Linked DNA regions of Callithrix jacchus: region 2 is linked to region 1. Evidence: chromatin contacts called from public Hi-C data. All regions are on one chromosome and are shown on one strand. The core of a region is the stretch at or near the end of the contact, and the rest is flanking DNA. Distances in the headings are between cores, read along the strand shown.

Region 1 (5,588 bases), core at 1,965-4,464:
GACAGGGCCTCACTCTGTCACCCATGCTGGAGTGCAGTGGTACAATCACGGCTCATTGAAGCCTTGATTTTCTGGGATCAAGCGATCCATCCTTACAGCTCGGCCTCCCATAGCTGGGACTTCTTGTATTTTTTGTAGACACCCGAGTTTCATCATGTTGTCTAGGCTGGTCTTGAACTCCTGGGCTCAAGGGATCCTCTTGCCTAGGCCTCCCAAAGTGCTGGGATTACAGGTGTGAGCCAGTGCGCCCCCAGACTTCTACCACTTTTAAACTTGCAATATTTAACTTTCTAACATGTCTTATCCCCCCAAGCAAGCTCTTTGAGGGAAATGGCTTTATCAAGTGCCTGCCCCCTATTCCTCACCGTGAAGCTCACAATGCTCTGTTAATCCACTAAATCTTCACTCTCTTGGAATGCCCCTGGGATATGCGTTCTGTAAATGGACACTCAACATGTTTATAGTGAAAATCTAATGGCTGAGAGCCCAGCCACTGTAAACACATTCTTTCTACTTTTGCAGGTCTGCACTCTAATGACAATATTGCTTAGATTCAGAGAATAAAACGTGTGGATTTCTTCTACAGTGTTGTAAGTATCAAAAGCCAGCAACGGAAAATTCTTACAATTTTATGCTGCATCACGATGCGGGGCTCCGGGTGATCTAGCTCCCAGTCCTTCCTGCAAAGCTGAATACCAGCATTTAACTACTACCATCCCCAAACTGCACCTCAAGCACCGACACTCGAAGCCGAGTTGTGGTCGTACATCACCGTCCACATTCCCAGTATGTAAACCATGCAAACTCGGAGCTTCTCTGCGGGACAGGCCTACAAGGAGAGGAGAGGTGCCTCAAGAGGAGCAACCGCAGTAAACAGTAGAGCCCCCGTCCCCAGACTTCCCCTTCCAAGGGCAGCCCGAAATAGCAGCAGCGCATTTGTACGTGGGCAGAGCCACATGCCCACGAGACAGCCACATGTGAACTGGGGGCATTCGGTACAAGGGAGCGAGGACACAGGGCACGTAGGGTGCTGAGGGTCCACCTCGCGGCCAAAGTATGTGTGCCAGTGTGTGCGCGTGTGAGATCTACTCCAGAACCCGTGGCCGAGGACTGGCGCGGCTTCGTGGGCGAAGTCAAGCAGAAGGCTTTGTTTCCTGAATGAGAATGCGGGAGCCGAGCTGGGCGCAAAGACGGCGGCGGGAAACCATAGTCTCCGCTGCAGCTCCTGCAGCGCACGAATCTCTCAATCAGCTTCTCTGGCCCGAGCCGCCGGCTACACCAGCGGCGCGCAGTGGGTACAGCCCGGCTGCTTCGCGAGCAGCGCCCGGAGAGGCCGCGCCGCAGGGCCCGCCGCGTCCCCCAGCCAGCGCGGGCGGCCCCACGCGCCCGCCACTCGGCCGCGCAGCCAGCGCCACATTCCATTTAAAAATAACACCCACGTGCGCTGGTAAACAAGCGCGCGCTGCTCCCCAGGCCGCGCGCCCAGGCCCAGCCCGTGTGGCGCGCGCCCACCCTCCTCCCGCACGTGTTTGCCGGCGCCGCTCAGTCCCCGCCCCCTCGCGGGTCGCGCCCCGCCCCCGAGCCCCCAAGCCCCGCCGCTCTGGGCCCTAGAGCCCCCTACCAGCAGGTGCGCCCCGCCGAGTGCGTGGCAACTTTCCGCCCCGACGCCTCTTTGCCGCGGCCGTACCCACCGCCCCAGGTCGGCTTCCTTCCTCCCGTCCGCAATCCTCTCGCATCCACCCTTCCCCCCCGAACCCTCCCACCGTCAGCGCGCGAAGGATTGGTTTCTGGTGCGCCCTCTCCCTTTTTCCCTCTCCTCTTCTTCATGCCTTAGAATTTTACTCGATTGTTTATTATTTTCTGGGGGCGGGGGCGGGGGGCGGAGAGGGGCGTCTGGGGCCTGGAGACTGGTGGCCGCGGCCAGTCAGCGCGCGGCGTGCTTTGACGAGTAAGCGGCGCAGCGAATGGAGACGCGGCAGAGAGCTCCGGGGTCACGCGCGTGTGAAGACGATGACATCATCTGTTTGTACGCGTCGAACTAGCTTGGTGCAGGGGCGGGGCCGCGCGTCACTTGAGTGACGGGTGCTGCGCAAAGCCCGGAGCCCGGAGGTAGCGGGGCGGGCTGGCTCCTGCGTACGCTGGGCTGGACCTTTGTGTATGGGGGTCATTACAGAGCCCGCTTCTACACTCTGAGCTATCTCCGGTGACTTAGAACTATTTTTTTAAAAAAGATATTTATAAACTACGGTGTCTATACTTTGGGTGTGCATGTCGCGTGTACTGCATTCGTAGAGTACAAATAAACGATTTGGGGCACGGATCGTAGAATAAGGACTTGTGCAGATGTTCTGAGCCTAAAGGAATCCGTCTTTTCTGAAAAGTCAAAAATGCACACTTAGCAGTTTTGTCGTCCTTTACAAATTAGACTAAAATTATTTTTCCCTTCTCCAATCTGCTCATGAATGTAGGACGGGGGTGGGGTTTGCATTTCTTCCGGAGTTAGTTACACCTGTCCCCCGTTTGCTATGAAACCCATGAAAAGTAAAACACAACTGTGGTAGGTGAGAGACTCAGTGTAAACCTTTTGGTGCCCGATCGCATCTGTGAGCATTGGCTTATCAAAGTTGTGCAGGCACCAACATCTTCGCCGTTCAGTATTTCCACGCCGCTGTAACCCTGGTCATCTGCGGTCAGCATCTTATCTCGGGTGTTACCTGGTGTCGAGTTCTAACCGGGAACCGGACACCGTGGTGAGACCAGAGCCGGGCGAGCGGATGCGCAGGCCCGGGACCCGTGGTGCCAGGAGCCCTGCCTGGTTTCGGGGAGGCCAAGCCGCTGCGCTCCTTGGAGCGTCGGGGGCTTCGCGCTCCTGGCGTTCCCTCTTCTCCCTCCTCTCCCCTGTCTTCTTCTCTCGGGCCAGCGCCGCGCTTTGTTGTCGTTGAGGCTCTGGGGAGGGAGGAGCAGCCCAGCGGGAACGACAGCGAGAGCCCGCCGAGTCCCGGCCCTCGGCGCGCGCCCGGACACCCACGCCCGCAGCCCCGTGGACCCGGGTCGCGCAAGCGCGCGCGAGCTCACACTCGCGCACTCACGCACGCCCGCCGCGCGCCCAGCCCGTCGCCCAACCCTCCCCCTGGGCGGGGACCCGCCCGCCGTCAGCTTAGGTTGAGGCGCCCTGCGTGTGTCTATAACTTTGTGCTGCTGCCGCGGCCGCCCTGCTCTTGAAAGGGAGGAGGAGGAATGTGGAAGGCGGCGGCGCGCGAGCTGACAGGCGGTTCTTCGGGCGGGCTGCGGCGACGGCCCGAGCGCTTCTCCTTCGCCGAGGTTGCGCGCCCCCTCCTCGCCGTGCCCCGGGCCCGCGCGGGATCGTGCATCGTCCCGCCGCGTCCCTGAAGGGAAGGAAGCGAGGTAGGCGCCGGAGCCGTGCAGCGGGCGGCCGCCTTCCCGGTGACTCCGGATCTGCTTGCGAGCTGGGCCGGGCTCTTCCCTTTCCCCTCCCCGAGCCGCGGTTTGCGCGCCCCCCGTCTCGCCCGCTAGTGATTTTAAAGGACTCGAGGGAAGGGGGAAACTGTCAAGATGGCAGCAGCGGGAGCAAGGAGGTGATGAACGTGCTGGTCCGGGTTTTCTGGCAGCCCGGGAGACTTGGCGCTTCCCGACCTGTTGGAAGATTTATGTCCCGACTCGCTCCCTCCCCCGGATCCTGACTGGGAAGGGGGCGGAGGGGACGACGTCCGCGAGAATACCAACCACTCAAAACCCCCAAGTGGCCGTCCCCGCCGGGTTCGACCCTCTGCGAACACCCGCCGGGGTGCTGCTCCCCTTCTTTCCGTCTTTCCTTTATTTTTTGGAAGTGACAAGGGTCCATTTGCGCCCAGACCCGCGTTCGTCCTCCGGCCCGCGGGCGAAGAGGGGAGAGGGAGCTGCCCGCGCAGTCCCCGGGCTCGGGCCAGTCGGCTGATTGCGGGGTGACAGGGGGGTCGCGGAGGCGGCAGGGCGGGGAAAGGGGAAAAGAGCCGAAGATCACACAGACTTGAGCGGCAGCGCCGCGGGAGGCACTAGAGCGAGCTGGAGCGAAATATAAACAAACGCACGCACGTCCGAGCTTGGGCTCCGACCGCGGCTCGGCTGCGCCTGCACGGGCCGCTGCCCGCTTTAAAGGCGCGGCCGCCCCTCCCCCGGGTGCCCCTCCCCCTCCTCTCCGCCCCACCGCCTAGTCCGGGAGGGACCTGAGGCTGGGCGGCGGGGGGAGGGGGCTGCCCCGCGCGAGGCCGTCGATTCGCTCGCAGCTCCCCCGCGGCCTGGCCGGGGGGCGGTGTCTGCTGCGCCAGGTTCGCTGGCCGCACGTCTCCAGGTCCGCCTGTTCCTGGTAGGCGGGCGCGGCGCGGCTGGGAGGCGGCAGCTGCGGGCTAGGACTCGCCGAGGACAGGGCTCCGGCCCGGGATAACCAACTCTCCTTCTCTCTCCTCTCGTGCTTCCCCAGGAGGCGGCGGCGGCGCCCGGGAGCCGGAGCCTTCGCGGCGCCCACGTTCCTCCCCCGCCGCACCCCGCCCCGGCGCGAGAGCCCCAGCCGCGGGCTGGCGGGCGAGCGGTGAAGATGGCAGAGGCACCGGCCTCCCCGGCCCCGCTCTCTCCGCTTGAAGTGGAGCTGGACCCGGAGTTCGAGCCCCAGAGCCGGCCGCGTTCCTGTACGTGGCCCCTGCAAAGGCCGGAGCTCCAGGCGAGCCCTGCTAAGCCCTCGGGGGAGACAGCCGCCGACTCCATGATCCCCGAAGAGGAGGACGATGAAGACGACGAGGATGGCGGGGGCCGGGCCAGCTCGGCCATGGCGATCGGCGGTGGCGGGAGCGGCACCCTGGCCTCTGGGCTGCTCCTTGAGGACTCGGCCCGGCTGCTGGCACCGGGAGGGCAAGACCCCGGGTCTGGGCCAGCCCCTGTGGCGGGCGCGCTAAGCGGGGGGATGCAGGCGCCGCTGCAGCCTCAGCAGCCGCTGCCACCGCCGCAGCCGGGGGCGGCTGGGGGCTCCGGGCAGCCGAGGAAATGCTCGTCGCGGCGGAACGCCTGGGGAAACCTGTCCTACGCGGACCTGATCACCCGCGCCATCGAGAGCTCGCCGGACAAACGGCTCACTCTGTCCCAGATCTACGAGTGGATGGTGCGCTGCGTGCCCTACTTCAAGGATAAGGGCGACAGCAACAGCTCGGCCGGCTGGAAGGTGCGTACCCACCCCTGGCTGGCGGCTGGACCCGCCGGGCCTTTTGCGCAGCGCGAGACGCTTCTTGGATTTGTCGGAGCGTGCCTGCGGGCTCCAGGGCAAGCGGGGTTGGCAGGGGGAGCCTCAGCTGTGAGGTTTTGCGGGTTCTCTTTGACCCCCGGAGTAAGGGCACCTGGGGACGGCCTCGGATGGGGGAAAAGAGGCTCCCCACAAGCCTAGGGCATGGCCAGGTGAGGAGAAGGGGGCAGGGGACGCCGGCGAGGGAAGGGCGAACGGACAGGAGTGCTTTTGCTGGATTCTCAGGACAGCGTCGAGGAGGTAGGTCCGCAGCGACTTTGGAGTAGAGTTTACCTTGATGGGGGTCTGTTTCGGGCACTGT
Region 2 (5,588 bases), core at 1,063-3,562, 330 kb after region 1:
TCCAGGCGTGGTGGCATGTGCCTGTAATCTTAGCTACTGGGGAGGCTGAGGCAGGTTGCAGCAAGCAGAGATCGCGCCACTGTATTCCAGCCTGAGTGGCAGAGCAAGACTTTTTTTAAAAAAAAACAAACAAAACAAAACCCAGCAAATAGAGCACCAAACCCACCTTATAAACAATTCTCGATGGTTTCTTTAGAAACTGGGCACAGTGGCTCACACCTGTAATATTAGCAATTTGGGAGGCTGAGGCAGGAGGATCACTTAAGACCAGGAATCACCAGCCTGGACAATGTAGTGAGACCCTGTCTCTACAAAATGTTTTTTAAAAGTATCCAGTCATGGTGGCATGTGCCTGTAGTCCCAGCTACTTGGGATCCTGTGGTGGGAGGATCACTTGCACCAAGGAGTTTGAGGCTGCCGTGAGCTATGACCACAGAACCACTGTACACCAGCCTGGGTGAGACCTATCTCAAAATAATAAATAAGAAACTGTATATAGCAGACTTTTGTCATTTACAAAATTAGAAGTGTTTTGATGTTTGTGCTGAGTGCTTTATGTATTCCTCCTAGGGACCAGGGGGAAAGACATGCAAGGGCGTCATCATGCCCCAGCAGCTCAGAGCTGAGCAGGCTGCAAACCAAAGCAGGTGAGGGGTCCCCACACTCCTTCCTCCACAGCATCTCCACTTGAAGGAAAAACATTTGGACTGATGATATCTATGTGGGCCCACTGTTTGAAAACTTCAGGAAGTTTGTCCAATTTGATCACAAATCAACATTTATTTTTATACATTTTTATTATATTCATACAATCTTACCATCTTAGCACTACTCAACTCTGATGCTTCAAACATCTATAGATGACAGTCTTAATGGTTTTATAGAAATTATTTTGTAAAAGCATTTGGAAAGTTGTAAAACTTGACATTAACATAGTTCTTGGGTTCAAAACTTGAGTTCAAGGCATTGCTTAGCTGGGCACAGTGGCTCATGCCTGTAATCCCAGCACTTTGGGAGGCTGAGGCGGGTGACTCACTTGATGTCAGTAGTTCAAGACGAGCCTGGCCAACATTGTGAACCCCATCTCTGCCAAAACACACACACACACACACAAAAATTAGTGGGGCATGGTGGGAGGGAGTGGGCTGCCTGCAATCCCAACTACTTTGGAGGCTGAGGTGGGAGAATTGCTTGAACCCACGAGGCAGAGTTTTCAGTGAGCCTAGATTGCACCACTGCACTCCAGCCTGGGTGACAGAGCAAGACTCATCTCAAAAAACAAAAACAAAAACAGAAAAAAAGAAAAAAGAAAAAAAGATAATTGCTTACTTAAATGAAACTATGTTAATTTTATTAAGAGTGTCCTTTGGGCCTTTACACTGTTTAATTGAGAAAATATATAACAATATAAACCACACTCTAGAAATGATACAAAATGTATTCGTGCAATACAATATAGTTGTTAGAAAAGTGTAATATTGTAATATTGAGTAAATTCAGTGCAAACATAATATTAGATGAAATATATATTGTTTATGGATACACAGCCATATGGTAAACATGTGAAGTCAAGTGTAATCATAGTAACCAGTGGATTTAGAATGGTGGTAACCCCTGGAGGGAGAGGGAGGAGGGGAGTGGATGCAGGGAGGCACACATCTGTAATGTTTTATTTCAGATGAAAATAAGGGAAAGGATACAAATATGGCAAAATATTGATATCTGACCAAACTAGTATGGGGTCCACTGGTGGTGAATGTTATAGTCTTCATGTATTTTTATACACGAGATTTTATCATACTAAATAATAGATTTTAAAAATTATTATCTTCAAAACTTAATGTTTTATCAATAAAATGACTTTTGCGCCATTGCGAATTTCTTTACTCAGGAAAATCTTAGATATACCAATTTCCAATCCAGCATAGCATAGTTGCTGAGGATTTTTACATTTACATGCTAAAAACATCAGCCAATCCAAACATTGTGTCAGGTTTTTGTGTCCAGAACTCAAAGCTGTGGTTAACAACTATAACCACTGAGACAGCAAAATCTTCAAAAACATGCTGAAATTTTTGCTTGACTTACCCAATTTCCTGTTGAATCATAATTTTTATATTTAGCAAACCATGAACCTAAATGAAAGTGCTTTCTAAAGTATTAGATTGTTGCCCAAAATTGAGACAAATAATAATTTGTGTATCTGTGTGTCTCTTAAAAAGCAATCATGTGATTCCATGCTTCATTTTCTGTAGTAACTCAGGGATGGTGTGTAACATGGAGGCAGGGGGAGGCCCAGGACGAGTGAAGAGGTGGGAGGGCTCTAGCCAGACACAACTGTGCACTTTGGGATTCCTGGGAGAGGGTTGGAAGGAAACCCTCATACCACAGTGTCTGAGTAACTTCTGTTCTGAGAAGAAGCAAATCTCAGAAACATTCAGAAGGGCCCATGAGGATTAAATAAATTGTTCTGCGATTTGTGATTGACCCTTATAATTCAGCTCTTTCTGGATAAGGTATCCATTTTATTTGTCTTAAAAAAACAGGTTGATAGTCATGGTTTCTCACAGAACTTCTCTGTTAAGCAGCATATTGCATAGAAGGTAAAAAATGCAGACTTGAACTTACTGGATCAAAGTTTGTGTTTCTAGTAAATTTAAGTGCGTCATAAATATGTGTTGATTAAATAACTTGTCTGGCTTATTTTCTGGCTTTCATTTGCCTTCATAAGTTGATTTTATTTTATTTTTTAAATATAAAAAATATTTAAACTTTGGACTTAAATATTTGGACTTTGAATAGGTTAGTTGCCTGCAAATATGAGGAACTATGTTTTTTATATTACTTGAATATTTATGTTTACCCTTAGAATCCATATCCATAAATTATCAAAGTTAAGGCAGATTCATAAAAACAATGATCCAAAAGATTGAGATACTAGTCTGCAAACTATAGTTCCCTGAGCCTGATGGGAAGCCAGTTAGAGTCTTTGTTTTGTTCGTGTGAATATTCATATATTTTGCTACAGGGTGCTGCCCAGAAGACCCTACTGGGGTGGTTTGTTATATGCAACGTGTATACCATGTTGACTTTTTAAAATTTGTATGTTTCTGAATCCCAAACCACATCTGATTCCAAAGGTTTTGGATAAGGGATTGTGAATCTGTACTGATGTGGACTAATTTTTTCTAAAGACTCAATGTAATATATTGTGCTGAAGTCTTGCATTGAGTTAGATTAGATTATCTGAAAGCTTGCTATTAAGGCTATTTACTGCACTGCAAATGTTTAATAATAGCTTTCTTGACAACCCCTTTCTATTTACTTTTGCTGCTTAGGTGATCTTGGATGCCCTGTGTGGGTCAGCTGCTCTTGGCAGTAGGAAGGGTTGATCAAAGGCAACCCTGGACTTGCTGCAACTGGGAGTGGCCATTTCTAGCATGCAGTATAACAGGGGAAGGCCTGTGTGTTGGATGGAATAAGTAGATTGTGCAGCATCCCTGCTTCCCTTGGGTGACATCAGCACCATTTGGTGGTTTGAGGATTCATTTCAGAATTCAAATGAAAATTTTAATATATACTATTATGTGTTATCTTTGGATTCTTCTGCTATTTATACAGATAATCGTGAAGGGACTTTACTGGATTTCTTGATGCAGAGAATTTTATTTTAACTGTGTTAAAATTATTAATATGGATATTAACTAAGGTATACACATTTAAGATGTGTTGCATATATTTTTATCTTCAAGAATAATAAGAATGCATTAGAGACATTGGAAAATACAGAAGAGCACATAAAAGAAATTATTAACCCCTAATCCCATTATTTAAAGATAACCAGTTACCCCATTTTACAGAAGAGAGGTGAAGCAATTTGCCCATAGTCAACCAGCTAGTAGGTGGCAGAGCTAGGATTCAAACCCAGATGGTGTCTCCAAACCTGTGCTATTAACAGGCCACCTGGTCACCTTGTCCTTTGTTTAAAGTAACCTGAAAATATACAAGCCATACAGGCCATACACCCGTTTGCTCTTCTCTCGGTCTCTCTGTCTCTCTGTCTCTCTCTCTCTCTCTCTCTCTCTCTCTCTCTCCCCCCCTCCCCCAACCTCTCACCTTCTGATTGTTCCTGATTTCTAACTATTTGTGTGACATTTTTAGGGTCCAGACACCTTCTGTGTGGACGCTTAATTGGTACCAGGTCTACCCTGCCCCAAGAGGGCATGGACTCCCTGACCTGATATAGACCAAGTGCCAGGGAAAGGACTGAAGGGGTGGTCTTTAGAGAAGGGAGACTGAGGAATACATCTCCAGCACTCTCCAGCATTGTTCAGGAATGCCTCGGCACAGTTATGCCACCTCCAGCTACAGTCAGTGTTTTAGATCTTGAGATACTGCCTGTGTGAGATATAATAATAATTTGCAGTTTCTAATATTAGTTACATTTATTCTCCCCCAACATTAGTCTGTCTGCTAGTTTGCTCCAAGTCAGCATAGCTTTGAGATCAAGTGCAGAGGCTGGGAAGCTATATGACCTTGGGCAGATAACTTACTACATTTGGGTTTCACTTTCTTCACCTGCAAAATGGGGACAGTGTGGGAACCTCCTCATAGCGTTACTGCAAAAATGAAATGCAGGCCTCCTGTATCTAGAGTACACAGCCAATGGCTGCTGTTCCCTACAGCCCATATTCACAGGCAGCATCTACTCTTGATGGCTTGGTAGCATCACACAGTCATGAGATACTGCAGGGGTGGTTACCTGTTTGTATACTTATTTAATCAGGGAAATGAAATTAAATTGTATATTGCTTGGCACTGGGCTCAGAGCTTTACCTATACCATGTCTTAATTCTCATACCCTTGAAGGCAAATAGTCTCTGTTTTGCTGATGAAAGGATAACAAACTCAGAAAGGGTAAGAAATTGAACCCCAATCACCCACCGTGTCAATGATGGAGTTAGGATTTGAATCGAGATTTGTCAGCCTCATTGAGAAAAGCCCCCAGGCTTTTCTGCGACGCCACACAAAATCACTTGGCATTAATGCTACTGGCCCCAGTAGCATTTTAGAAAAAAAATTTCTAAAAGGGAGACCTAAAAGGTCTTTCTTTTCTACAGAAATAAAGTGTCCACACTAACATTTTATTTCTATAGAAAAGAAAGACCTTTTAGGTCTCCCTTTTAAAAAAGTTTTCATTACACATTTTAAAAATTCTTATTCTTTACATATCTCTAGTTATCTATTCTACATTACAGAGGGATAAATTTAAGTAAAAAAGAACTCAAAACTGTCTGCCTTACTGACAATCACCAACATTTACAAAGCTTACTACTTTATGAAGTGAGCAGATCATATTTTAAAGTTCTGACTTCTTTACATAATCCAGTCTGAGTTTAGTTTGGGGTAATTTGATTAGAAGACCTGCAGTTCTAATGAGAAATAGTTGGGATTGGGGAGCAAAGGGTAATTTAGTTCTCTAGTTTATTGTAGTGATGAATAGTAAAGGCTTTTGACTGTGCTTCATGACCACTCCTTTTTCATAGCTTTTTCTTCTGCCCTGGACTTCTTTTGCAGTCTCAAAAGCT

What was found. A called contact is a pair of places that touch in the nucleus more often than the background predicts.
Region 2: a contact with region 1 is called in a Hi-C map of skeletal muscle, with 2.8 times the contacts expected there. The contact joins the enhancer-like site here to the promoter of FOXO3 in region 1. A contact is called at or near these places in 3 of 3 Hi-C or Micro-C datasets (induced pluripotent stem cells and skeletal muscle).

Annotation. Positions count from the first base shown.
Region 1 is chr4:114,676,031-114,681,618 of calJac240_pri, forward strand. It overlaps FOXO3 (forkhead box O3), which reads left to right and starts at 3,215. Exons shown (of 4, transcript XM_078369905.1): 1 at 3,215-3,405; 2 at 4,478-5,527.
Region 2 is chr4:115,003,344-115,008,931 of calJac240_pri, forward strand. ARMC2 (armadillo repeat containing 2) reads left to right here. Exons shown (of 19, transcript XR_013534472.1): 6 at 571-647; 7 at 5,578-5,588. Among named protein-coding and RNA genes, the nearest start is that of ARMC2, 45 kb to the left of the region's middle. Within about 2 kb of position 2,313, at least 2 of the 16 cell types and tissues checked have an H3K27ac peak or open chromatin away from gene starts, as enhancers often do. A contact at or near this core is called in skeletal muscle, where this site is marked.